Regions from separate parts of the Sus scrofa genome. Here region 1 is linked to region 2. Evidence: chromatin contacts called from public HiChIP or PLAC-seq data. All regions are on one chromosome and are shown on one strand. The core of a region is the stretch at or near the end of the contact, and the rest is flanking DNA. Distances in the headings are between cores, read along the strand shown.

The links. HiChIP or PLAC-seq counts read pairs in DNA pulled down with a chosen protein or histone mark.
Region 1: an H3K27ac HiChIP or PLAC-seq map of alveolar macrophages shows a contact between it and region 2. The contact joins two enhancer-like sites. A contact is called at or near these places in 2 of 5 promoter capture datasets (fetal liver and skeletal muscle), 4 of 47 Hi-C or Micro-C datasets (alveolar macrophages, embryonic fibroblasts, psoas muscle and 1 more) and 2 of 2 datasets of contacts at active chromatin or transcription factors (alveolar macrophages and skeletal muscle).

What each region holds. Positions count from the first base shown.
Region 1 is chr12:5,714,833-5,717,532 of Sscrofa11.1, forward strand. The region is part of intron 3 of SAP30BP (SAP30-binding protein); the gene reads right to left. Among named protein-coding and RNA genes, the nearest start is that of SAP30BP, 16 kb to the right of the region's middle. Within about 2 kb of position 1,324, at least 35 of the 83 cell types and tissues checked have an H3K27ac peak or open chromatin away from gene starts, as enhancers often do. A contact at or near this core is called in alveolar macrophages, where this site is marked.
Region 2 is chr12:5,645,337-5,648,036 of Sscrofa11.1, forward strand. The region is part of intron 5 of GALK1 (galactokinase); the gene reads left to right. Among named protein-coding and RNA genes, the nearest start is that of GALK1, 4.7 kb to the left of the region's middle. Within about 2 kb of position 1,400, at least 14 of the 83 cell types and tissues checked have an H3K27ac peak or open chromatin away from gene starts, as enhancers often do. A contact at or near this core is called in alveolar macrophages, where this site is marked.

The DNA.
Region 1 (2,700 bases), core at 74-2,573, 69 kb after region 2:
CCTTCAGTTGTATCCTGTTGGTCAGGATTGGGCCACTGCCACGGCAGGCTGCTGGCCAGGGATGGAAACACGCAACTTATCAGAAAAATGGGCGGAAGTTGGTGGGGCCACTTCGGATGCAATGGACTCGCCTCCACGCTCAGCTCACTGCCAGGAAGGCTTGGCTCCCCGCACAGGGACGCTTTCTACAGGAAAGGGTTAAACAGGCGGCTGCCAAGACAAATGAAACCAGCTCTAGAACCGGCCTTGTCGACCGAAGCAAAGGCGGGAGGGGGACAGGAACCGCCTCTTTCTGTTTCTGGAAATTCTGTCGCCAGCGATGCCCACATGCTCAGCACGGCGCCGACGCCGTCACGTGGAACCAGCCAGACGCCACGTGGAGCCAAGGCTCTGGCCCGAGCCGCTTCCCAAGGGGAGACTTTGTTATCGGACTATGTCGAGTGTAGCCTCAGATGTTATTCCAGACACGCGGAGATGCTGAGTTTCTTGAAAGCTGGAGCAGATGTTCGGAGAGGGACTTCGGGGCGGGTGTGGGGGGGTGTCAGCGGGGGGAGGGCTTGTCTGGGCACGGAGGTCGCTCACATCAAGGACCTGGGCCGGGCTCAGGGCTGGGGCCAGGCTGAGCGTCTTTCTGAAAGGTTTTCCACAAACCCAGTGTCTCTACACTTTGAGTTGTGATGAGGGTGGGGAGCGGGAGCTTGGAGCCCGACGAGGGCGAAGGAGGCAGCTTTGTGAGGCCGAGGAGGACAGCAAAGTCCACGAGGCACATGGCAACAGGCCACCAAGTGACAAAAGCATGACCCTGCCTGGGAGGCAGGTGCCAAGCTGCAGCGTTAGATTAACAAACATCGGGGCGAATGGAAGGGAGTCAGCAGGAAGCCCGGAGCGAGGAAGTACTGACCAGTTCTCATGTACACACTGGTAGGAAGAGGAGCGACCAGCTACAGGGCCAGAGGGCAGGCCAGGACCTCCACGGCCCTGCTCGGGGAAAACCCACCTAACTCCAGAGTTAAGAATACACATAAGGAAAAGCCTGTCAAACCCAGAAATCACTCAGCTGCGTCGCAAAGGACATGGATTAAAACCACAGAACGAAGGTGAGACGTGCCAGATCCCTAAGGACGGGAGCTCGCCTTCTGCATCACCCATTTCAAAAAGATAAATCCCAACGGGGGAAGGAGGCTCCAGCCACGCCTTGGTTAGCAATCCGTGGCATCTGGACCTGAAGGGAAGGAAGTATGTTGGGGCTTGTACGGCTGATGGGCGGGTGGACTGGGCACGCAGCGGCTCCTTCTCGGACGCAGAACCGTGCAGGGGCGGGGGCTTCTGGGAGCAAGTGCCGTCAAGGCCCCGCTGGCAGCTGCGGTGGAGCCGGGGGTGGGGTGGGTGGGGGAGTGGTCAGAGGGAGAATAATGGTCAGTCTTCCCTTTGCAGGAGATCTCGACTTCCAGCAATTACATTCCTCCCAGGGGTGTTTGGCTCGGGACGGAGCCAGGCCTTCGGAAGGTGGCAAGACGAACGACTTGCCTTGGATTTCTCTCAGTCCGGACAACAGAGCCGCTTCCGCAGCCTGCCCTCCTGTCTGATGCTCAGATCACATCACCACCGACAGACTCACAGATCCCAGCCTGGGGCTGGGTGAGTCCTCCCTGGCGTGGAAATTCTGTCACCTGCACTGCACAGGCAACCCCAGCCGTGCTAAAGACCAGGCCCGAAGAAGGCCAGCTGGCCCTTGGCCATTCACTGCGGCGAGAGCAAGGAAATGCCAATGTTACACAGGCCTGGGCGATTTCAACAGTTCAAAGGCCTCACCACAACGGTGAGAAGTTACGAGTGGATGGCTCACACGCCAGCAATGGTCAAGGGCCATTTCCTCCTCTGGTCTTAGGTGAGTCATGCTGTAACTTTACTTTTTCCTAATCAGCACTCAAAGGCTCATGGGGTGTGGGAGGCGGAACACGGGGGCCGGTAGGATAATAAAACCAAGACTCGGGACTGAGCACATATTCGCCGTCTCACACCCTAAAGAGAACTCACTAAAAGCTCACACACACAAGTCAAGCCTGAGGACAATCGCACGGGGCAGACATTATCACGCCCGTCTTACGGATGAGTAAACCGAGGCAAAACACAGCAAAGCAGCTTCTTGCCCTGTAACTGGCAATGTTGGAAGTCAAACCCCAGCCTGACTCCAAAGCCCAGGAATACCACTTCCCAACGTCTCAGCTCCCCCGCCGAGGCTAGGAGGCTGCAAAGAGTAATGGTTTCTATGAAGCGCAACCGCTGGGGAAGCCGACATGCACGACCAAGGAGGAAAAATTCCTCTCCGAGGATGAGTCTGCAGCAGGTCACAGGCAAAGCAGGCATTAGACTCTTGACTTTAGGGGAAGGTGGCCAGATCTACCACCTTTCAACTGCAATGATCAGGGGAGACAGCTCAAGAATCCATGGTGCCCCAGTGAGTAATGTCTGCGTTGACTCAAACGGAAGGGCTGGTCCTACAGACTTAATCATATACGCAGGGGTGCTGCCACCCCGTCCTTAGCCTAGAGATTGCCTGGAGGCATACACAAGAAACGCTACCAAATCCCAAACCCTACGGCCCCCCTCCCTCCCTTCCGGGGTCAATCTAGGGGCCTTCCAATGAGAACTCATTTTTGGTTTTCTCTGGGTCACCCCCTGCCATGGCACACGGAGGTT
Region 2 (2,700 bases), core at 150-2,649:
CACAGAGACGGTGTCCGATCCTTAACCCGCTACACCACAGCGGGCACTCCCAACATGGCTTAAAAAGCTACGTAGCCTTTCAGTGTACTGGTCCTGTCATTTATTTATTTATTGTCTTTTGTCTCTCTAGGGCCGCACCTGCGGCATATGGAGGTTCCCAGGCTAGGGGTCGAAGCCGAGCTACAGCTGCCAGCCTACACCACAGCCACAGCAACGCCGGATCCGAGCCACATCTGAGACCTACGCTGCAGCTCATGGCAGCGCCGGATCTTTAACCCACTGAGCAAGGCCAGGGATTGAACCCACCTCCTCGTGGATACGAGTTGGGTTCGTTAACCACTGAGCCACGACAGGAACTCCAGTACACTGTAATTTATTTAACTATTTTTTGATAATCACACCTGACACTGATGCATATTTTTATACACTGGTCTTTCTTGGCGTTTTCTCGCTACTTTCTGAGGATTCGATTCTTAGGACTAGGACCACAGAGTTAAAAGATAACATGTATTTTGAACGTTCCTGATATACGTGGCTAGGAAGTTAGTCTATTTAACAGTTTAAAGGTCAGATAAATATTAACTCATGTAATTCTCCCACAACTCTATGGAGGGAGCAGATATTCTTAGGCCCGTTTTTTTTTGCATGTGGAATGTTCAGGGAGTGGCAGTGCTGAGCCTTGAACCCCGGCACATCAGCTCCAAAGCCCATACCCCTAACCGCACGCAGGGCCCTGCTGCTGGCGTTGGCAGTTGTGCCCTCCTGGCCCTGTGGGGATGCCCATTTCAGGGACCATCTTCTTGGTGAACTTCTTGGTCAGCTGTCGCCTTCGGACCCGCCCCGCCTGCTCTGTGCAGGTGACCTTGGCCGAGGTCTTCACCCTCAAGCGCTTTTGCCGCCCTTCCCTCCCACCCCGGGATCCCCCTCGACCTGGGGAACGGGCTCCCCTCTGCCTTCCTTTCTGTCCTCTGCCTGGCTTCTCTCCTGCTTTGAAACAGGCCCAGTTTTCTAACCTAAAACGGAGTCTCCGTCCCAGCCCCGCGCAGCCCCCGCCTTCTCATTCCTCCGCATCCCTCAGTACCCTGTCCCCCAGGCCGCCCTCTGTGACAGCTCCCCGGGGGTCCCCCCGACCCCCCGCCTCCTCAGTGCCTGGTCTGCTTGCTCCCAGTCCTGCTACTCTGCCCAGACCTGCTCCAGGCTTTGTCCCCAGCACGGGGCACCAGCCACCGCTGCTCCCGGGAGGACTCAGAGGGGACCACGGCCCCCCATTTCCACTAGGGTCCCGGCCCCCCTGCGGACTCCTCTTCTTCCCCGGCTGCCTCCTCCTGACTTCCCCTCGTCTGTTATTGCTTCACTCCTGCTGAAACTTCAGCGTCACCTCCGAGAGCTCCCTGTCCCCTTCCTGCTCTGGCCTCTGACCTCTTCCCCGCCTCTTCCTCCTCCCTCAGGGCCCTCGTGGTTTCTGGCTGTTTAACAGCTGGGCCCCTGGCACCTGTTCCTCCCTGTCCCCCAGCGCCCCCACTTTCACTTTCATCAGCTAGAGCTCAGCTCTGGGCCTTCCCTGGAATCTCTCTGGCACCTGGAATGAAGTTGTGACAGTCTTGACGGCACTCAGCTTGCTCTGCCCCCTTCAGTGTTATCCAGTAGGACAGCCCGCCAGTTTCTTGGGGTGCCCCAGGCAGACCTGGTCTGTACCCCAACTCTGGAGCCCTGGCCCTCGCACACACCATCGTTAGTCCAGCAAGAGCACCAGCAGGACTTTTCCCTCCTGTTCTGTCTTGGACTCTTTTTTTTTTGTCTTTTGTCTTCTTAGGGCCATACCCACGGCATATGGAGGTTCCCAGGCTAGGGATCGAACTGGAGCTGTAGCCACTGCCCTACACCACAGCCACAGCAATGCCAGATCTGAGCCATGACTGTGAGCTATACCACAGCTCAGGGCAATGCCGGATCCTTAACCCACTAAGCGAGGCCAGGGAGCGAACCTGCATCCTCATGGATACCAGTGAGATTCGTTTCCACTGAGCCCCCGTGGGAACGCCCTGTCTTGGACTCTCGAAGGCAGCATTGTGTCCCCCTTGGAAGCTGAGGAAGCATCCAGTGTGGGGCTCAAACTGCTGCTTATGGCGCACCCACTGTGTGCCAGGCACCTTGCTGGGAGCTCTACGTGTGCCCGCTCGGGTCCTCCCTGCGGCCCGGATGCTGCGAGTGTCCCCTTTATCTTGTTGACGTGTCGTTGATTTCCAACGTCGGCTTCGTTTCTGGGGTGCAGCAGTGTTTGTGTTACACGCACATACGTTCCTTTTCTTCTTCTCCGTCTGCTTTATCCCAGGATCGTGACTCTAGTTCTCCCTGCGCCACAGCAGGCCCGTGCGGTTTGCCCCCTCCACGTAGAAGAGCTCACATCTGCTGACTCCCAACTCCCAGCCGCTCCCTCTCCCACCCCCCACCCCCTTGGCACCCACAAGTCCGTCTGTCTGTGAGTCTGTTTCTGTGGTGTAGATAAGTTCATTGTTGTCGTGGTTTAGATTCCATATGCGGCTGCTATCACATGACATTTGCCTTTCTTTCTGACTTCACTTAGTGATCACCTCTGGGTCCATCCGCGTGGCTGCACATGGCGTTATCGCATTCTTTTTGTGGCTGAGTAGTACTGGTATGCAGGTACCACATCGTCTTTATGCCTTCATCTGGGTTTTT